2 separate regions of the Podarcis muralis genome follow, and region 2 is linked to region 1. A link is a contact called in public Hi-C data. All regions are on one chromosome and are shown on one strand. The core of a region is the stretch at or near the end of the contact, and the rest is flanking DNA. Distances in the headings are between cores, read along the strand shown. Region 1 holds the start of PLXDC1 (plexin domain containing 1). Region 2 holds the start of IRF3 (interferon regulatory factor 3).

Region 1 (4,421 bases), core at 1,828-4,327:
AAACCTATAACAAACTACCGCTCCCAGGATTCTTTGGGGATAGCCATGGATTTTAAACGTTTGGGGTGGATGTGATGCTAGTCCCAGGCAGTGTCCTTTGTGCTCATCCTTCTTTGCACAAAGACCAGGCCTTCTCTCCCCATGTTCCCATGTCGAAGTCTTGTATGCATGTATCAAAACAGTAGCTATCTGCTGCTTGCCCTACCATTCTTGGATTAGGAGATGGCGGCTGTAGCTTCCTGGTGAGCTGTTGTGCTCCAGCTTTTCTTCTTGAGGATTAGCTCCTGTTACTTGCTAGGCCCCATGCTACAGTTCATTCATGTCCTAGTCATTCAATTCCTCTTCGTCTTCCGCCTCCTCCTTCTCTTCGCTTCACTTTGTGAAGAGAACTCACCAAAACATCCCCACGCTGTGACTAATTGTGTCGCAGAAAACATCAAATAGGTGAATGAGCCACTTCTGCACCCATGGTAACAACTTCCAGAGATGGTTTGTTTTTGCAGGAGAAACAGCAAAGGGTGTTGTGGCATCTTACAGACTGGGACATTTATTATGACCTGAGTTCACAAAAGCACCTGCCATGTGCTGATCTTTAAGGTGCTGCAAAGCTTTTCCTTACCATTTTCTTCCACGCCCATCTTCTAAATGGCATTACTGTACAACGGAGGGGTTAGGAGTTGTTATTCAAGACTACAAATCCTCATTAAGCCTCTATGGTGAAATGACAATGTTTTTTCCCTGGTAGGGCTCCAGAACATTTTGCAACTGCATGCTGGCAGAAATTCTACATGGCAAAGGGCAAGACGTTTTATGCATTTATTTCTTTATAACAATATTTGTAATATCATAAAAAATATCAAAGCAGTTTCCAACAACTGTAAACAAATAGGGACACACATACAAAAAAACAACAACATCCAGGTTAAAAAACCCCACAAATACCAGAGAACATTAACTATGAAATATTTACTTAGTTGCCTGCATAAGCCTAGTGCAGGGGTCTGCAACCTTTAAGACAAAAGGAGCCACTTGGACCCGTTTCCGAAGGAAAAAAAACTGGGAGCCGCAAAACTCGCCATTATAAAAATAAGTTTTTTGTCACTTTTTTATTATTTCTTTGTTTGACCCCTCAGAATTACTCCTCCTCATAGAAATAAACGTTAAATTAACACGTTACCTTTTTGTGTGTGTGTGTTCTTCACTCCCCTTAAAAACAGTGATCAGCGTACACACCCCCTTACAATGCAGTGACCAGCGTACATGCCCCTTACAATGTAGCGGGCGGGCGGGCGGGAAGGTGATGTCGGACGGTGCGTGACTAACGTACGCACCACCCCCATGCGACGTCACAGCCAGTACAGCGCCCACCACAGTGGGGAGTGTCGGGGCACACAATGCGCCTCCTCCCCTCGCTAGTATCCACCCCAGAGCCGCGGCAAAGGTGTAAAAGAGCCACATGCGGCTCCGGAGCCGCGGGTTGCAGACCCCTGGCCTAGTGTCACAGAAAAGTTTTCAGCAAACATTGAAAGATTACATGAAAAGTCACCCACTGCATTCATGCAGTTGAAAGCACATTTTGTGGTGGTTTTGTTACTTGTGGTTTCATATTTACTCCTGCCATTTTTGTTGTGCATAGATGCCCTTCTCCAGGCCATGTATCCGCAGGAAGCCCTGGTCAAGACAGGATGCATCTTGCAAGTGTCACTCACCTTGTGCTGTATGATTTGTCCTGGCCCAGAGCAGATTTTGTGGTGAGCAAACCCACTTATTCCATTTTTAAAAATAATTTCATGATGTCATCATCATTTATGAGCATTCTGCAAGCCAAATGACCATGACTGAATAACTTTATTGTTGTGATTTGAAGGGGTGAGTCCCCAATCGTGGAGATATACAATATAAAATGCAACACATTTGGGAGTTCAGGGACATGTAAGCTTTTGAGTTGAGGGGCATGTGTAGTTGCCTTCATTTTTAGTGCTTTGGCCTACATTGGCTCCCAGCATGTTTCCAAGCACAATTCCAAGTGTTGGTGCTGACCTTTAAAGCCCTAAACGGCCTTGGCCCAGTATACCTGAAGGAGCTTCTCCACCCCCATCATTCACCCGGACACTGAGGTCCGGTGCCGAGGGCCTTCTGGCTGTTCCCTCACTGCGAGAAGCCAAGTTACAGGGAAGCAGGCAGAGGGCCTTCTCAGTAGTGGCGCCCGCCCTGTGGAATGCCCTCCCATCAGATGTCAAGGAAATAAACAGCTACCTGGCTTTTAGAAGACATCTGAAGGCAGCCCTCTTTAGGGAAGTTTTTAATGCTTGATGTTTTATTGTGTTTTTAATATTCTGTTGGGAGCCGCCCAGAGTGGCTGGGGAAACCCAGCCAGATGGGCAGGGTATTTAATATTATTATTATGGAATGGGGAACTTGTAACCAACTCCAGGACCACGCTTTATTATTTATTGCTAGCTTGGCCAGAAATAAAGAACAGATTAAGGAAGTGACAGTGTTCCCCTTTTGAGTCTCAGGGAAATGAAAGAGTCTGGGGCCAAATACAACGTAAAGGCCTTGCAGAAAGGAAACTCTAATTTTACAGCACCCTGTTGATGTCTTTTGATCCAAGTTGTCTGCTAAGGAGAGCATTTCCTCCCCACCCCTGTTTTTTAAAGCACAAGTATTGATCCTGCCCATTTAAGATGCTGGATCCAACCCGGAAACCAGTTTCACACAAGACAAACGTGGATATGAGCATCTTTCCCACTTGTATCACATGGGACAGCAACTGCGAAACGCAGGTGTTGCAGGCCAGTTTAGGCGCAAATTGGTTTAAGCCAAATACGCGAAAATGCCTCAAGACTTCCCTTTTCTATTTTTGCATTCATTTCTCACTGAACAGCATTGCATGGCTATGCTCCCAACTGGCCACCAGAGGGCAGGCGCTCCCCCTGTTTCATCCACCTCCTTTGCTTCTCTGTCTCTCCCCCTCCCTCCCATTCCAAGCCCTGCTCAGCTGAGCTTTGACAGTTTCTTGCTGCAGCCCCCAAATGCTGGGTTTTCTGCCAGTCGAATTCCGTCACAGACCAGACAGACCAGGAGGAATCTTGCGGGATCTGCTCATTCCTCGCCAGGAGCCCGGAGGTGGCAACTGCTGAGAGAGAGGGAGCCCGGGAGCCGAGGGGAGAAACTGCTTGGGGAGGCAGAGCGGAAAGTTCTTGCCAAGAAAAGGTGGCGCTTTGGAGGGTCACAGGGATGCTCCCTGATTCGCTGAAGATTTCGTGGGGAGCCCTCGTCCTGCTCTGGCTGCTGCAGGAGGAGGCTGTGGGGTCAGCAAAAGAGAGGCGAGCAGCAGGTACCACCCACATCTTCCGGGGACACTGCCACCCTCGTGTGACACTGTGTGCAAAGTGTGGACAGGAGTGGGGTGAATGCCAGGGATGTGTATGGCAGAGAGCATGCGTGGGGGTGTGTAGCTGTGAGTGGAACAGGGATCCGGGCATGCTCAGGCAGCTTGAGAGGAGGTGTTGTGAGCATGCAAGGGGAGGCAATGGTGAACAGGGAGCAGATCTGTGAAGGTGCGTAGACAGGTGTGCGAAATCGGGATCAAATGTGATAAGGTGATGTGCAAGCCTGTTAACATTTACGAGCATGGTGGATGTGGAAGTGCTGGGTGGGCATAGGGGTGAGGGAGTACATGATTCAGTACGTGCACAAGTGTACCAAAATTATTTGGACCTGCAAACAGAAAGGGTTTAGAGTAAGTACATGCCAGACAGGCATATGAAAGTCCTCCATCCGTGCAAAAACACATGCGTGTGCATTCAGATGGTAGAGCTCGCAGCAATGAGTGTGAGCAGGTGTGCTGGTGCCTGTGTGTGTGCTTGGTCGTGGCTGTGTACCACAATTCTGCACAGTTCTTGTGCGCACAGCCTCACAATGTTCCTGCGTAGCGCTGTGCACATCAAATCACCCGTGTGCTTCTGGCAATTTTGCACCGGTTTTGTAAACGGTTCGACGTGGTTTGCCAGGTTCAGCCAATTTTGTAAAGGTTTCCTTTCCTTCAGGTTGTTTTGGGTTGCGCTGTCCACATGCGTTGGAAATCCAGCATGCCGTGCTTAAACCCGCAGCAGGAGCCCACTGGGATTGGCTTCGCCGTGTAAATCACCCTTTTGAACAAGCATGTGGCAGGGAGGTTGCCTCCAAATGTTTCATCTGCAGAGCTGCTGCACAGACTCACCCTCGGCAAATGGTGCTCCTGCTTACAGCCTTTGCCCCAGGATACCCATTGGAAGAAAGTGGTTTTGTGTATTTGGGGCAGAAGCTGGCTGTGCACTACACTGATTGGCTGGGGGCTTAAATGACAAGCCCACCTCCACTGGAGCAGAATATATATCAGATCCATGCAGAGATTTAAGACACATACAATATATTAT
Region 2 (4,250 bases), core at 633-3,132, 180 kb after region 1:
ACCTATGATGTGCACAATCAGTTTTCCCAAAGGGTCAGCCAAAATCTACCCTCCTGTAATTTAAGCCCATTAGAGTAAGTGCTCCCAACTCTGGGTCGGCAGAGTACAGGTTTGACTTATTCTATGTGGCAGCCATTCTCTGCTCCAGACCAAATGTACCCAGTTTTTATTCACCCTTTCCTAACTGTGTGTTGTGTGCTTCCGACCACATTCTCTTAAGTTGTCTACAACCTTAAAGTGTTGCACTCAGAATTGAAGGCAGTATTCCAGATGAGATCACTTCAATAATCTGTCCTCTGTTGATTTAATAAACCTCGGCGTTTGCTCTTTAGGTTAAATATATTCTTGCAAAAATCAACCCGAGTCTTGCAGATCCTTAAAGCCTCAACAAAACTCTTATGGCATAAACTACTTTACAAATGTCAATAAAGAGTATTGCCATTGACAATTCAGAGCTTAAATGTATGCAAAACGAACACGACATTTCAAAACAGGAATTGGTGTTAAAACAATCAGCGCTGCTGAGTAAATTCAGTGGAACAAGAAACCGTTGTCTGTATTCAGATCTAAATTATTCTACTTATTGAGAAGCTGGAGTTGTAATTTTGCAGTTTCATCCTGGAATTTCCATTTGAAGTTCCTCCAGAAATGTATTCAGCAGCTGCAGGATGGAATATGACAAGCTATGTACTACGTGGCAAGGTATTGTCCATGTATAGTAATTTATCCATGTGTCAACTAGAGATATGGTGGATTTGTTCTGTGAGATATGTATCTTACCTTTCCACCAAGTGGTGTCCAAGGTGATTGTTCCCCTGTGCAGCTGTCCTCCTACTCAGACTAAATAGTTAGAGACCAGAAGAATAAAAACTCTAGTCATTCACACAAATTGTAGTAAAGCAAGCACCTAATGCAAAATGCATAGACATAGACACATATGTAGACACATACAAACCAGAAGGTGGTCATTAAAACCACTTGTAACAGAAAGAACATGAACCCGAGTTTGCTTATTTCCTCCTCTCTCCCAATCCATTTTCCTTTTGTGTCAAGACTTTTAAAAATTATAAGCTCAAGGACAGGGGCTGTCCTTTTTTTAGTGGTTAGTCACTGGGAGCCTTTTCTGGCTGAAAGGTGAAATAAAAATAATTTAAATAAATAAACAAAATAAGTTGCCTTCTGGTTTGAAGGAAGTCTTGTAAGTATTATCTGTCTCAAACCTTTCCTTTTAGAATAATAATAATAATAATAATAATAATAATAATAATAATAATAATAATAATAATTTATTATTTATACCCCGCCCATCTGGCTGAGTTTCCCCAGCCACTCTGGTTGGTATATACAGATGTTCTCCAACCAGTGATACTCTTACACCAGGAATATTCTCATACGTTGAGAGGTAAATCACAGATATTTGCAAGCTGCTCTGGGAGCTCTATTTCTGATAAATAATGCCCCCCCACACACACACAATGCAGCAGAGGAACGCATCCATAGCTTTGGAATTGTCACCATGTACAAAAAAAAGGGGGGAGAACATACTGACAACCAAAACCATCTCAATTCCTGAAGCAGGATGGGTTTTAATGGGTTGGAAGGATATATTGCAATTAATATATCCTCTCCTGCCCATTAAAACCCATCCCACAAAGGTTATGGGCTCAGTACTGTGTAGGAATACAGATTTTGTGTTTTGCAGAGATTTTTTGAAGTTGTTGCCTGAGTCTTTCTGAAGTGGGGTGAGGAGGAGGAGGAAGCCAGATTACTTATGGACTTGATCAAAAACCTAATTCCTGTGCTTTTAATTTTGTTGTCAGGGGTAGGACTTTGGAACTCTGCACGACTTGTCACACACGTGTGAGCCTGGAGGGATAGACTGCAATTAATATATCATCTCCTATTAAAACCTACCCTGCACCTTAGGCGTTTTCTCTCTTTTGAAACGAAGGAATCGAAAACGCAGGAACCCCACAAGAAAATCCCCTCTTTTCTGCGCGCCGCCGAGGGAGGCGGGGAATCAGGCGAAAATGGCTCTCGGGACTGAAAACCGAAAGCTACTTTCGCAATCACGTGGCGCCGCGGAGAAGGGCGAAGAGGCTCCGTTTTGCGGCTCGCCGGAGAGGAAGAACTAGTCTGGACGGGGGTCTCGGAACAAAAGCGATCCTGAGAGGTGGGTGCTTGGTTGCGGGGGGCAACGAGGGGCTCCCTCCCCCGCACTCCCAAAGGAGATCCTTCCTGGACTTCCGCATTCCAGATCCCAAGCGGGAGACTTTTCAAGCTGGCCAAGCCGCAAATCCCGTTTCGCAGGGATCCCGCAACGGCAGCTCAAGCCCCGTTGAGGCGCGTTTACTTGGAAGTAAATGCATGACTGCACGGAATTCAGCAACGCCGGTTTCGGTGGGACCGGCCTCTAGTTGCTATATTATTGGGTTACAGCCAAACCATGCAAACAGGCCCGTTGCGCGGGGCTTTTGCGGTCTTCCTTTCTGCTTGCTTATAAAATCATGGAATTTGTAGACTTGGGACCACGAGGGTCCTCTAGTCCAACCCCTGCAATGAAGGGATCTTTGCGCTTAATCCAGCCCCGGACTCCTGGGAGGAGGCGTTGCTGGGTTTGTTTCTGGCCTGATCCAGCAAGGGGCTCTTTGTGTTCCTGAAGATCGGAAGCACTTTGAAAAGGCCTCTAAAAAGATCAAGGATCAGAGTAACGCGCTGTCTTTCTCCGTCTCTCTCAAACACACATGCAATCGCTGTCAGCCATACGTAACGCTCTCCATCAAGGACAAGCTCTAAGATAAAGGTAATGGGACCCCTGACCGTTAGGTCCAGTCATGGCCGACTCTGGGGCTGCGGCGCTCATCTCGCTTTACTGGCCAAGGGAGCTGAACCTATTTATCTACTTGCACTTTGACGTGCTTTCGAACTGCTAGGTTCGCAGGAGCAGGGACCGAGCAACAAGAGCTCAGCCCGTCGCAGGGATTCAAACCGCCAACCTTCTGATCAGCAAGCCCTAGGCTCTGTGGTTTAACCCACAGCACCACCCATGTCCCCAAACTCCCCACCTGACTGCTTGAACATGGCTGAGGGACTTGGCGGACCACTTAATGATTTTTCTGCCTGTTGTAGCAAGTCGTATGCAGTCCTAGGGGCTGTATGGTTTTTAATTGTGTTTTTGCAGGCACCACCACCTGAATGAAGCTCATGGTTGTCTGCAAACTAGAGTCTGGGGTCCCGTGTTAAAGCACACAAACAATCTCTCTCTCTCTCTCTCTCTCTCTCTCTCTCTCTCTCTCTCTCTCTCTCACACACACACACACACACACACAGCTTTTCTCTCCCTACGCCCTTGCAGCTGTGTTGCAGTGACTCATTATCCTGCCACTCCCTTCTCTCCCCTCATCAGATTTCATTGTGACATCCTCCCCTCTCCTGCTCCCACAGTTCCTCCATGGGTACTCAAAGACCTCTCATCGTGCCCTGGCTAATGGAACAGTTGGACGCCCGGCGGTACCCGGGGCTGTCATGGCTGAACCCAGAACGGACCCTGTTCCGAGTGCCGTGGAAACACGGCTCACGGCAGAATATTTGCGACGAGGATTTCCAGCTCTTTGAGGTAATCTTGGAGTGTTTCCTTTGGTGTGTGTCCCACATCGCATCCCACTGCCCTGGCAGGCAGCCTTCCTCAACCTGATGCCCTTCAGCTGTTTTGAACTACAACTCCCATCGTCTCAAGCCATGCTGGTTGGGCTGCTGGGAGTTGTAGTTCAAAATGTCTTCAGGGCGTCAAGTTGGGGAAAGCTGGGGAAGAGGTTTCCTTCGTGTTTTAACTGTAACATTCTGGTGGGCGGGAGGAATGGGGTTCAAGGGAGAACAAAACAAATTATTACTACAGTGGTACCTCGGGTTACAAACGCTTCAGGTTACATACTCTGCTAACCCAGAAATAGTACCTCAGGTTAAGAACTTTACCTCAGGATGAGAACAGAAATCGCATGGCGGCAGCAGGAGGCCCCATTAGCTAAAGTGGTACCTCAGGTTTAGAACAGTTTCAGGTTAAGAATGGATCTCCAGAACGAATTAAGTTCTTAACCCGAGGTACCACTGTATTATTATTTACTGAACGAAGCAGCAGACGCTAGCTTGGTGTCAAGAAGGTCTCTGCCCTTCCTTCCCCAATGATCTTGCGTAGGCTTCCCCTCTGCCTTGCACCATCCACAAACAGAGATAGGATAATGGATCCCACAGGG

Evidence for each region. A called contact is a pair of places that touch in the nucleus more often than the background predicts.
Region 2: a Hi-C map of blood shows a contact between it and region 1, with 5 times the contacts expected there. The contact joins the promoter of IRF3 here to the promoter of PLXDC1 in region 1. A contact is called at or near these places in 2 of 3 Hi-C or Micro-C datasets (blood and tail).

Annotation. Positions count from the first base shown.
Region 1 is chr13:36,776,444-36,780,864 of rPodMur119.hap1.1, forward strand. It overlaps PLXDC1 (plexin domain containing 1), which reads left to right and starts at 3,078. Exons shown (of 14, transcript XM_077917386.1): 1 at 3,078-3,340. The coding sequence starts at 3,241.
Region 2 is chr13:36,959,632-36,963,881 of rPodMur119.hap1.1, forward strand. It overlaps IRF3 (interferon regulatory factor 3), which reads left to right and starts at 1,883. Exons shown (of 10, transcript XM_077917396.1): 1 at 1,883-2,173; 2 at 3,445-3,616. The coding sequence starts at 3,452.